Linked DNA regions of Hordeum vulgare: all the other regions are linked to region 3. A link is a contact called in public Hi-C data. All regions are on one chromosome and are shown on one strand. Each heading gives the region's core, a stretch centred on a gene start, on an enhancer-like site or on the middle of the called end of the contact. The rest is flanking DNA. Distances are from core to core; before and after follow the strand shown. Region 1 holds the start of LOC123404403 (brefeldin A-inhibited guanine nucleotide-exchange protein 1-like). Region 2 holds the start of LOC123403710. Region 3 holds the start of LOC123401217 (citrate synthase 4, mitochondrial-like).

What was found. Hi-C and Micro-C count contacts between places; a contact is called where the count stands out from the background.
Region 1: a Hi-C map of seedling shows a contact between it and region 3, with 5 times the contacts expected there. The contact joins the promoter of LOC123404403 here to the promoter of LOC123401217 in region 3. A contact is called at or near these places in 2 of 6 Hi-C or Micro-C datasets (leaf and seedling).
Region 2: a contact with region 3 is called in a Hi-C map of leaf, with 3 times the contacts expected there. The contact joins the promoter of LOC123403710 here to the promoter of LOC123401217 in region 3. A contact is called at or near these places in 2 of 6 Hi-C or Micro-C datasets (leaf and seedling).

Annotation. Positions count from the first base shown.
Region 1 is chr6H:154,020,099-154,024,143 of MorexV3_pseudomolecules_assembly, forward strand. LOC123404403 (brefeldin A-inhibited guanine nucleotide-exchange protein 1-like) reads left to right here and starts at 2,191. Exons shown (of 12, transcript XM_045098327.1): 1 at 2,191-3,458. The coding sequence starts at 2,476. It overlaps LOC123404404 (mediator of RNA polymerase II transcription subunit 18), which reads right to left and starts at 1,959. Exons shown (of 5, transcript XM_045098328.1): 1 at 1,872-1,959; 2 at 20-119. The coding sequence starts at 1,907.
Region 2 is chr6H:152,168,686-152,173,089 of MorexV3_pseudomolecules_assembly, forward strand. LOC123403710 reads left to right here and starts at 1,804. Exons shown (of 3, transcript XM_045097622.1): 1 at 1,804-2,001; 2 at 2,936-2,990.
Region 3 is chr6H:153,070,320-153,074,780 of MorexV3_pseudomolecules_assembly, forward strand. It overlaps LOC123401217 (citrate synthase 4, mitochondrial-like), which reads left to right and starts at 1,951. Exons shown (of 20, transcript XM_045094955.1): 1 at 1,951-2,112; 2 at 2,509-2,583; 3 at 2,672-2,734; 4 at 2,837-2,878; 5 at 3,546-3,611; 6 at 3,694-3,759; 7 at 4,223-4,336. The coding sequence starts at 2,533. It overlaps LOC123403566, which reads right to left and starts at 1,247. Exons shown (of 8, transcript XM_045097492.1): 1 at 1,135-1,247; 2 at 686-792; 3 at 236-317; 4 at 14-96. The coding sequence starts at 1,189.

The sequences.
Region 1 (4,045 bases), core at 941-3,440, 950 kb after region 3:
CAGAAAGATAAAAACTAACCTAGCATTGGCACACTTTTAAGACAGAGCTCATGCACCCTCACACGTTCCTTTGGGACACCAGAGAGGCCTTGTAGAAGAACCTCCAGAGCTTCAACATGCTGCATAGTGCATACCCAAAGGAAAAAAAAGAGTTAAGAGTAATGACATTCACATATAAAAACTATATGCAGCCTAAATGAATGTTGAGATGAATCAAACCACCCTTTACTGTAAATAAACAACATATAATCATGTGATTCGTCCAACTGTACAGCACTATTTTATATTATATCATAAGTAGTGCTCTCAAAGTGGAGAAATACAGTTGACATACCATATATGGTGGTCTGCATGATCTACCCATCATTTTTGTGATATACTTTTTTCGTGTTCGAAATTCATGCTGAGTGTCTACAAATTTGTCATGGAGATGGAGATGATGAACCAATAAAAAATCTACTCCCTATAAACATGAAATTCAGATATCACTTTACACTTAAGGTAGAAATAACAACTTTATTATCTTCTTAAGTACTCCCTCTGTAAAGAAATATAAGCACGTTTAGATCACTAAAGTAGTGATCCGAACGCTCTTATATTTCTTTACGGAGGGAGCACACATTAAGGAGGGATAAATAAACTCAGCAGGTGAATGGATTTTACATGTAATTGTAGTTCAACACGAGGTAGCTGACGGACCCAGGGTTAGCATACATCTTATCTTTTTTCTTCCTAATAAAGGGATATCATAAATCTTACAGCTATAGAGACTCTTCTCATGAGAAGGCAATTGATAAACTAATGCAGAAAGATAGTTATACTGACAACTCCAACCCGAAATAAATACCCTAGATGAATGGAGTCAAATATGTGGAACTGAATTTCCCTTTACTGTAAACAAACTACACAGATTATGTGATTTCTCCAACTGTACATCAAATCTATCTAATATATTATAATACAAGAAGTAGTGCCCTCAAAGTGGAGCAATGGACATATTGTGGTCAGCATGATCTAAATACCAACTTTGTGACATTTTTGTTAAAAGTGTCGTGTTGTTTCATTCTGATAAGTGACTAACAATTTGTGATGGGGAGTTGGAGACAACGAATCAATGAACAATACTAGCATTATTTATGAACATAAATTTCTGATGCCACTTCATGTTTATAGAAGAAATAGAAGTTAATTATCCTCTTCCGAACAGATTAGGGAGGGTTAACCAGGTTTGAGATCGGCAACTGCCGCCTTCTAGCCTAAATCTTAACATAAGTACAGTTAAAGGGACCCCTCCCCATGAGAAGATAATAAATAAATTAGTGTGTGGAGATAGTTGTTGTGACAACTCCAACAAATCAATATTCAAAACAAACTAAGAGAATTTATTTAACTGTAAAGATGAAATTCTAGATACCACATCATAAGCGATGGATACATCTAAAAAAAATCAATATCCAAAATCATGACTGCAACCTGAAAGGCCAAAGGGCCTGTGTGCCAAAACTCTTATCAAATACATATACAAGAAGAGAGCACAAAAGGCCAAGTCTCATCAACAAAAGTTGGCGCATGTCACTAGAGGCACCAAGAAGATGTGCCATCCTACGACGAATCATAATACAGTAGATGAATACCACACATAAATCGTCGCTCTGCCTATGCTTTGACATATGATTTTCCCGCTCCTTGTTCAAATCAGTCATGCATTACAGCATCCTTGACAAGTTACAATTCCGTATGAAACAGTCAAACATCACATGTTTTTTTGTTTTTGGCAACAAGTAGAGTTCACTTGCACTACCCTAACAGCAATGGATAGCTACTGCACACATGAATGAATCTCTACAAAACAGACAAAGGAGACACAGTACCTGGGTCTCGATGATACCCTGCACCACGCACTCCATCGGCCAGGGGCGGATCCAGGCGGCACCCCGAAATCGCGAACGTCAGCGGGGTATCGCGGCGACGGGGACGAAGCGCGTGACGGGCGGGAGGCGTAAGCGCTGGGGAAGGGTACGGGGGCGGGGGCGGGGGCGGGAGCGCGTCGTCGGCGGCGACGCTGAGGTGCGGCACGGCGGCCGCTGTTACTGTTAGGGCACGAGGGGGTTGACTCTCGGAGGGGAGAAGCCGAGGCGACGAGAATACCAGAAAGTGCAGGGAGCAGAGTGCTAAACCGCACTAGTTAAGTTCGGGTAACGCTCCGCCCAGGAAAGTTGGGCAGTGGCCCTCGCGGGGGGCGGGAATCCCAGTCCTACCCCTCCTCCTTCCTCTCTTCCATTCCACCCCACGCGCACGCACGGACACGCCCGTCACCACCTCCCTCCCTCGCATTCCCATTTGTTCCACACCTCTTCCTCCCCCGGTCCCTCTCAGATCTCTCTGCCTCCAATGACCACCGCCGCGGCCAAGACCAGCGCGTAGCGGCCTCCCTCCCACCCTCTCTCTCCCCTCCGGGAGCGCCCCATTCCCGCCATGGCGTCCCCCACGGCGCCGCTGGGCGGCTCAACCCCGTCGGGCCGCGTGCTCGGCCCCGCGCTCGACCGCATCATCAAAAACGCCGCGTGGCGGAAGCACTCGGCGCTCGTCGCCGCCGCCAAGTCGGCGCTCGACCTCCTCTCCTCCTCCTCCTACCACTCGCCCGACCCGACCTCGCCCAACCCCTCGCCGCTCCTCGGCCTGCCCGTCGCCGCGGCCGCCGCCTCGCTCCACGCGCTGATCCTCGCGCTCGAGTCCGCCTCCCCCAAGGTCGCCGACCCCGCGCTCGACTGCGTCGCCAAGCTCCTCTACCACCGCCTTCTCCTCGGCGACCTCGGCGCCGCCGCCGACGACTCCCCCGCCTCCAAGCTCCTCGCCGCCGTCCTCTCCTGCGGCGCCCTCAACGACGACGCCATGGAGCTCGCCACCCTCCGCGTGCTCGTCGCCGCCGCGCGCTGCCCCTCCATCGCCATCCGCGGCGACGGCCTCGGCCAAATGCTCAAGACCTGCTACAACATATACCTGAGCAGCAGCAGCGGCGCCAACCAGATGTGCGCCAAGCTGGCGCTCGCCCAGGTGCTGGTCATCGTGTTCGCGCGCGTGGAGGTGGACTCCATGGACGTCCGCGTGCCCACGGTGTCCATCACGGACATGATGGACGTGTCTGATCGCAGCCTCAACGACTCAGGCATCGTGCAGGTGGCACAGGGGTTTATAAATGATGCCATGGAGGGGAGTGACGTCCCGGAGCCAGGGACCCCGGTGGCGATGGCTGAGGTGGATGAGAAGGATGATGAGGGGATGAGCAAGATCAGGGAGGATGGGTTAGCACTCTTCAAGAACCTCTGCAAGCTGTCAATGAAGTTCTCAACACCTGATAACCCCGAGGACCAGGTGCTGTTGCGGGGGAAGGTGTTATCTCTCGAGTTGCTCAAGATGGTCGTGGACAATGCTGGCCCATTCTGGAGAATCAATGAAAAGTATGATCACGATTGCTCTTGTTTCACTTATTATATGCATTTTAACAACAGTTCAACTTGTTGCATTTTCTATCTGCACAAGTATTTCTACTGCAGTCAATTGCAAGATTGTTGATGGCTCAAACAACTATGCCAAGGAAGGCATAAAATAGGCAATGCAGAAACATACACTAGTACTAGCTCATGAATTCACACCTTCCCATTTATTAGGGTATAGTATTATTTCCCTGATCCAGGTGGGGTTTGCTTATGTACGTCCCAACATGTTTTTATGAGTTTTTTGATACGTATAATCAACATGATAATAGAAGATGTTCATCATCTAGTACAATAGAAGATCATCATCTAATACAAGGTGGAGAAGTGGTGGTGGTAAAAATATGCTCTTTGTTCAGCGAACTTCTTGCAAGCGCACATGGAACTTTTAACATTTATGAACGTGTATACATGAAAATGGCAAGGAATAATTCCAACAGAACAATTGAAAGCCTGTGTGGTTGAGGTTGTGATATGAATATCACTATTCACACAAATTCTGGTCAATATAAAATTATGTAGGAGAGATTACTAGGTTTTCTTTAGTTCTT
Region 2 (4,404 bases), core at 554-3,053, 900 kb before region 3:
TTTGCTTCAAAGTAAACAACAAGAACATTTAAAAACACGGCAGTATGGCATTGTCTGAACTCTTGCTGGCCACGATGTCTGCTATGAACGACATCGATAAAGGTGGATGGTACCTGGACCACGACCAAATTCGGGGGACTATGATGACGGTAGCCCAACAAGGTCGGAGGAGCATCGAGGGCGAGAGGGAGGGGGGGAGGGGTACATCTCAGTGTCGATCTCTAGGATCAAATGTATAAAACAAAGGCGAATGTCATATTTATAAAAGCCACGACTTTAAATAAGATTTTGTGTGAGACAAAAATGTTAAGAGACACATATGTGGACTCCCCGAGCTTTATTGATTTGGAACCGGCCTAGCGGAATTCAAACGTCCAGACCGGCTGAGCCTAATTAGCTAAGCCGTCTTGGTCCAAACATTCGAGAACGATTTGATGAGGGCCAGTGCTAGGCGTCGGCGCGCCGGCCCGAAGGCTAGCGCCGGTCGCGCAACAGCCGTGGGATCAGGCCCCCCTGACCGTCAGATCTGCTCGCGCGAGCCCCCACCGCCCGGTCATCCTCGCACGCGCTGTCGTCCCAGCACGCGCCTCGCCCCCCGCCGATGCCCCAGCACGCGCCGACCGCCTCGCCTCCTCACCGCTGGTCGCCCTCATCGTCGGTCGCCGCCGGTCGTCGCCTCGGCCGCCTGTCGAAAGCACCATGGATGCAGCCCGTCGGTCTTCACCTCGTCGGTCTTCACCTCGTTTCGGTCGCATCTCACCCCCTGTGTTGCAAACGATGGATAAAAAGTTTCAACCGTGCGTAGAAAAAGCTTCAACCATTAAAAAAAAGCTTCAACCAAAAACTTCACGAGGGAAAGTTGCAAACGTTGACAGAAAAAACTTCAACCGTGTATGAAAAAAGTTTCAAACGCCGCTCCGACTGCAGCATCTCGCGTGGTCACTCCTCAAAAAGTTTCAACCGTGTATAGCAAAGCTTCAACCGTTTAAAAAAAAAGCTTCAACCAAAAACTTCACGACGAAAAGTATGATTTGCCTTGCAGCTTTTTATATGTATGATTGCAGCTTTTTTAATCAACGGTTGAAGCTTTTCTAAATAGCCGTTGCAGCAATTTTGAGTGACGTTTTGTAAACACTTGTATACGTGCGTCCCGGCCATGGCGGGCAGACGACGAGGACGACGGGCGAAAGCTGGATCCGACGATGCGGGCGGTCGACGATGGCGGGAACTGACGATTCGGGCGGGCCGATGGGGGCAGGGACCGGCGCAGCGACGACGGCGGCGCTGGGACGCGCGGATGATGCGGCGCAACGCGCGAGCCGTTCGAGATGGGGAGAAAATCGCGGACCGTTCAGGATGGGGAGGAGCGCGCGAGATCAATGACACGCGTGCGTCCGGCCGAAGCGTTCCGCCGGCGCACGTGCGTCCGGCCGAAGCGTTCCGCCGGCGCACGGGCGGTAAACGTTTACCTTTGGTGAGTCCCCTATTAGATGCCCGATCTCTTGGGTGAATCGCAGATTTTTATTTTATTGTTACACACAGTTGGGTGAATGCGGAGATTTTTATTTCTTCGAACTTACCCTCGCGGGTTGAATGCCAGATCTTCGGTTAGGTAAGTGGATGGTATAAAGAAACAATTTTTACTGTAATTGGAGCCAAAGTCCAAAACCCCGTCAAAATCTGGCGCATGGGTACGGCCCCGTCAGAGACCCCACCAGGACCTCTGTGACGGGCTCGCTCTCGCACCCGACACCACCCGGATCCATACCTAGTTTGGGCTCCAACCCCTTAACCCCTTGACCTCACGTTCGCTCACAAGCGCGAGTACTCATTTGCTCGGCCGCCGTTCGCTCACCAGAGCCGCCCGCCCCCCTTCGTCAGATTTCGAGCGCAAACCGCAAACCCTTCCGCCCTTCTCCTCCTCCTCGTCGGCGTCGCCCGCCTCCCTTCGCCGGAGGCTCGCGTCCAGGCCCGGCCCCCGCCGCCTCCGCCGTCGATTAGGTACGCGCCGCCCCCTCTCCCTGTCGTTGAGGCCACGCAATCCTTTTTTCTCGGAACTCAACGAAACCCTAATCAACGCGGACCGGTGAATGGTTCACGCGCGGGGCTGCTGCGGGGTGAGTGGCGATGCGGGTGCGCGTGTCCAGTGATGCGTTGCCGAACTTGGGCCGGGGAGCTCGTCGTTTGCTTGAACCCCCGCCGTGGCGTCTCGAGGCTGAACTAGGGCTGGGGTAAGACCGAAGTGTTTTGAGGGCATAAACTTGTCTGAACATGCGTGTGTGTCTGCAGATGAAGAGAGCTGTTCTCTGTCGCGGACAAAAAAAAAGGGTCCTAGGGGATACGGGTACCTTTTTTGCTTGAAGATTAGAGCCATGTCCCCTATTACTAATTACACATCTTGAGCACACATTGTTTGTAAGACCAGCCATTGACACGAAGAGTACAATGTTCTTGTGTTGTTTCATAGTGGCTGCGGGTGCCACACCCTCGAACGTGTGTCTGTGTTGTTGGTTTAATATTTCCATGTCTATAATCATGAAATACGAATCTCGTACGTTTAATGTTTGATGATCAGTTTAAAATAAACATTGTAAACGTAAACATGGAGTATTCACAAATAAGTCACATACTTGTGGTGATATTATTCTGTGAACAAACTATCTGAAAATTCATGAATACAATGAAATATAATCAACCCTAGGGTTGCCTCTAGGGCATATTATTTACACCTTACCTCCCTAGTCCCTACATAAGTTTGGAGCCAAAAATAAAAACAATGTATTGCTTGCTATAATATTTGTTTTTTTTGGCTGATTTATTATGTTTAGACTGTGTGTGAGAGAAAGAGAGAGGCAAGGAGGGAGGGACATATGAAGTTGATATGTAGAGTTACATTTGAAATTTTCATACGATCTCATTATTATTATTTTCACAGATAGTACCAAGCTTGTCCTCGCTGTGCCTGTTATGATGATCATCTGTATTCTGTGGTAAGTAGGAAGTACTTTCTTTTTCCGTTCTTTTGCGCCTTTAAGAAGTACTACTGTCCAAGTAGACATTGAAATTGTTTGTCCTATCCTAATGTACAATACTAGCTAAATTCACAGGAACTTTTTTTCCATCTATCTGGTTATTTGGCACAACTGGGTAATTTGTCCTACTGCTTTCTAGATGACAACATTATGCATTCGGCCTTCTACACAGGGATTTGTTTATAGTTGCGTGTTTGAATCAGGAACATATCTTATTATCATTGTCCAAAATGCTGATTTGGCTGTAAGGTACTAAGGTTTACTTTTTGTCTAACTGGCTTAATTGGCACTAGAGTTGTACAACATCACAAGACATGCAAGCTTTAGTGCACCCTCACAGTTGATGTGTAATCATGTACTTGATTTCTGTTATTTGCAATGTTGTGGGTCCATTTACCATGAGATTTACAAATATCTTGATTAGTGCTAGATATTTGCCTTTGGCTGAAACCAAAGATACTGCAAATGCACTGATATTTTAGTTACATCCTTAGTCTTTAAGAAAGAAATTTAGGTATGTGAAGTTTGTTGTGAATCCTACTTATTTTTCTTTGAATCACCAATTCTATGCAAATTGTACACACACTCTAAGCTGAAGTTACTGCAGTATCAGGCAAGTGGTCCCATACCTTGATGACAAAAGTTCTCAAGTTCCTGTATTACTCCCTCTGTTCCTAAATATAAGTTTTTGTAGAGATTTCACTACGGACACTCATTTTACTCCGTATGTAGTCTGTAGTGGAATCTCTAGAAAGACTTATATTTAGGAACGGGGGGAGTATGAGTCAAGGGATTTCCGTCCCAATTTTTTTGTATTTCTTTAGTAGGAGTATTATTTATATCCCAGCTGGTTATGTTGTGATAGACCATAGACCACTTTAGTCTTTTTAATGTAAAATATCATAATGATTATAGTAAGTATGTTCCACCTTGATCCATGGCTAGTGCATTTGAAGTGACATCTCAGAAATTACATCTGTGAGCTTTATTAAATACATTGTCTTGTGCAGAAAATACGTGCTGTTGCTTCAGGCTTGTTCTTATTGTCAATTTTAAATTTTGAAGACATCAACAGACCACAGTTGTGTGCAGATTAATACACAGTTCTTTCATGCACTAGTTTTGAATTTGTCATTCTTGTTAAAATGCATGTTTGCCATAGCCCAGCATTATTTTTCTGTTTCTGTTCATAAAACATTCGAGACTTCAGATATCGAATTATTTCCTGCTTTTATTCCTTCAGCAAGCTATAATGTCCCATTCCCCTTTTACTTTGTCAGGTTGAATCAGAATAATATAATGTACTGAAACTGTCAAAATCCTGTTCTGGTTGTTTGTGGGGCTTAGCTGGAACCCAATGAACTGTGCTTTC
Region 3 (4,461 bases), core at 701-3,200:
AGGGTAGACTGACCTGAAACAAGAGAAGCAGCCCCAGCAGGCCTACAGGTGCAGCGGCAAGAAGATTGTCTGCATATGCAAACACACCAGATATCCCTGTATTTTGACAAAATAGTGGTTAATGGATGGACATATTACCGTGCTAACAGACAACATATATCTTTTTTCAGTTGACATAGAAGTACATTTCCAGAGAACAGAGATGTTCTATATACTTACTACCTCCAGAGCTCACCAAGTATAGCGATCGGTAGCCGATAGTCTGGCTCTGGGACAACCGTTTCTCTGGTGGTCTTCTTCCCGGTCTTTCTCCCAAACTGCAAAGAAGGGGAGGACAACATCGGTTACCAGATCAATGCAAATAGAAGATTGAAAGTAGAGTACAGTACGGAGAAATGTAAACTACATCTTCTGCTCCTAAATATAAGACGTTTTTTTTAAACGAGAAATATAAGACGTTTTGGCAGTTCAAAATTATACTCCCTCCGTTCCTAAATATAAGACCTTTTTGAGATTGCATTATAAACTACATACGGATGTACATAGACATATTCTAGAGCGTAGATTCACTCATTTTGTTCCGTATGTAGCTTTCTAATAAAATCTCTAAAAGGTCTTAAATTTTGGAACGGAGGGAGTATTTGTGAACAGAGGTAGTACTTCACAAAGATGTTTGTGAGCTAACCAGAGATACTATTGGTGTGCTTCGTTGCTGCTTCCGGCTACGTCTCCTCATGCACGGCAGATTTGCAGTGCTCCATGATGGACCAGCTGAAACCACTCCTCCTCTAGCTGAAGATGTAAAAGAAAAACAAAAAGTCATGCCACTAGATGTGCCTCACATTGGACTGCCTTCATTCATTCAGGAAACACATATGAAAGACATGAATTAATAATTCTTCTGCAACAAAATTAACAAACATCTCTACTCGATTCTACTAGTTTACTGTGAGTTTGTTCAGATGAGTAGCATGTGCCCAAGCAACACAGGGCCAAAGCCGCCAAACCAAACCCTATCCAGCCTAGCCTAACTCAACATTTCTACCGCTTTGAGATCGGAATCAGTACGCGGGCCGAGGTGCTACGCCGGATGGCGAGAAATTCAGTGGGAGAGGAGTCATCGGAGGTAGGTACCTCTGGGAGGAGCGGCGAGGAAGAGGGGAGAAGATAACGAGAGAGTGGTCGCCATGGCTGCTGCTCCTCTCCTCTCCGCCGCTCGCTCCTCCTTTCCTCTATGCTCTGGGGGCGCTCCTCTTAATCGTCGGGCATGCAAGCGCGCTATGGTGCCCACGGCCCGAGAGGCCCAGGCCAATTTGGTGGGCTCTTAGATGGGCCACAGAAGTATCAGATACTGCCGTTGGGCTTTACCCAAAACGACAGTTGTGTGTAGACACGTCGCGTTCCCTGCTGATCATCTTGGGGAGCAAGCCTAGAATTTTTTCCCGTTCCCATCCGGTAGCTGCCTCTGCTAACCGATTTTAAAATCTTGTAACAAATACTCTCCCCGTTTAATTAGTTGGCTCTAAATTTTTCTGATTTCCACCCCGCAGCTTCCACGTCTCTACACAAATACTAGTATAACCAAGCCCCAAAAGAAAATTCACGTGGTCAAATGCCTGGCTAGGGCGGCCCAACCTTTGTTTGGTGGCAAAAGGTGCATTGAATAATACCGTCCTTCTACACCAGGCTTTCCATTCATCGTCGCTCATGAATGATGCATCACACGCGGAAGTGCCATGGCCGCTTCTGCTCACGAGGGGTCGACGATGACACACACAAATACATTTCGTTCAGTGAGAAGAAGGGGAGTTATTGAATTTGTCCACGACGAGAATAAAGAAAAAAGAAAGATTAACTCGCCAGTGCAAAATAGAGTAGACATTTCCGGGTTCCGATACGTGCGGAGGAGTGCAAAATAGACATTCCCGGGGGGCTCGGAGCGGAAGAAGAGGAAAAAGAGCCGGCGCTTTATTAGGGGAAGGCGACTCCAAATTGCTGGCTCCCGTCGCCGTCCACCTCCATCTCCACCCCCACCCCCACCCGCCCCTCTTCCAGCATTCGCAGCTTCCTCCCCCGACCCCTTCGGTCCGCCCACCTTCCCCTTCCCCACGCGTAAGCATCCCCGAACTCCCGAAACTTCCCTGTCGAATTCGCCGCGTCCCTCCGCGCGTTTGATCTGCGCCTGTTGCCTCTGATCCATCCGCAGCGACGTGCAATCGCGTCTCTCTCGATTTTTTTTTCGAATTTACGTACGGCCATTAGGAATCCCGCGAGGTGCTCCGTGCTTGCCCTGTATTTTTTTCGGATGGGATTTTGGATCCGCCCCGTCTCCGCGCGATTTTCCGTTGTTGTTTTCTGTTCTGGAGGAATTTACGAGCCAATGCTACGATGCGTTTTCTGGGCGTGCTCGTGGTCGCTGTAAAAAAAAGAAGATTATGTGCTGGATTTTTGGTTGATTCGGTGGAGCCCTAGGGTCTGATGAAACCATCTTGTTCGTGTTCTGTGCAGCTGTGCTAGCAGCGTGCTCCGGCCATGGCGTTCTTCCGGGGCCTGGCCGCGGTCTCGAGACTGCGATCCCGTATGGTGAGTGAATCCGTCAGAACCCCCGGGTTGCATTGGGTGGGGATGCGCCCTGGTTAATGCTGAGATTTTTTTCCCGCCGTGTTGCCAGGGACAGGATGCCACCACGCTTGGTGGTGTGAGATGGCTGCAGATGCAGAGCGCTTCCGATCTCGTAAGACAAGAATCTTCCTGTTCTGTTTGATGGCTTGATTTTTGAGAGGGCGATTTTTGTTTGTTCTGAAATATGATGCTGACTGTGTTCCTGAAAATGCAGGATCTTAGGTCCCAGCTGCAGGAAATGATTCCGGAGCAACAGGTTTGTGGCTCACTGATGCATTCTCTTGTAAAGTTGGAAAGTATTCGTGGCATCTGATTCCTTATCTTCTCTTTTTTTATCAACCCCTGTTATTTGCTTAACCAGTGTTAACCTTGTCAGTTCATGTGATTCTGTGTGACATCATGCTTAATTTCTGCTTCCAAATAGTGTAGAACACCTTTTATTTCGCAAATGCCATGGTGTAACATGCTAGCTAATAATAATTGTTGCAAACTACTCCCTCCGTCCCAAAATAAGTGTCTCCAACTTTGTACTATTAGGTTGAGGCACTTATTTTGGGAGGGAAGGAGTAGCATTTAATACCTTAACGCCTTTAAGGAACAAATTACCTTGTTTCAGATATATTATGCCTGCCTTTAAGGAACAAATTACCTTGTTTCAGATATATTATGCCTGTGTTGCACTAGATTGTGTTACCTGCCTGATATGAAATTAAATTAGAAGATTAGCCAATTATGCCCTTAATATTATTAGTTTCACAAAGTTCAGTTTTGCACTTGAGTTTAAAGAAACAGAACCAGAATATTCAGAGCATGTACTTGAGAGATGCTACTTGGATTCGTCTTCACCGCTCTAACCACTTGTTTTATGAAAGAATAATTCTGTCGGTTCAAAGTTATTTCATGTCGACTGCATTTTGTTACAGGATCGCTTGAAGAAACTTAAGTCAGAGCATGGAAAGGTCCAGCTTGGAAACATAACTGTGGACATGGTATGTATTTAGTAACATTTGTCTTTAAAAACTCTGTTTCTATGCCCGACCAAATTCTGAACAATGTTTCTACTTTCTCCAGGTCCTTGGTGGGATGAGAGGGATGACTGGAATGCTCTGGGAAACATCTTTACTTGACCCGGAGGAGGTATGCTTTTATTGCTCTCGTTTGTAGTGCCATGTGTGTTGTAATAAGAGCAAATTACATATTAGCATGTATGTCTAGGAATGCTCTTTGTGTTAGAAAATTGATTATTATATTATCTTGGGATCTCTAGTCAAGTTTTTGTGCCGAAGCTGAGCTTAATCTGTCCCTCTACAGTAGTAATAAGTGTGTTAATTGTATACCTTATGTTGAAATATGAATCACTTTCCAGAATTGACCATAGTACAGTGATTTAAAAGATATGTTCACGTTTAAATTTGATTAATCCATTTTGCATCAACTTGCTTGACTACAAGAGTATAATCCCTTGTGGTTTATATTTTAGCATGCCTGCCTCATTGCAGAGTTTTGATAGTATTGGTACTTAGTTTGGTTTGAGATACTTAAAGTTATGCATCACTGTATATCTCTGTTTATGCCTGTAATTTGTGTACTTCCTATTCAGGGTATTCGATTTAGAGGTCTCTCTATTCCAGAGTGCCAGAAAGTACTGCCGGCTGCAGTTAAAGATGGAGAACCTTTACCTGAGGGTCTCCTTTGGCTTCTTTTGACCGGAAAGGTTTGACTTCTTATGAAACATGTACCCCTTTTTAGTTTAGTGGTCTGTGGAAATAGGAGGTATAATTTGTTCATTGATGCAGTAGAAGACATAACGTCTTGGTTGACTTTTTTCTGTTATACATG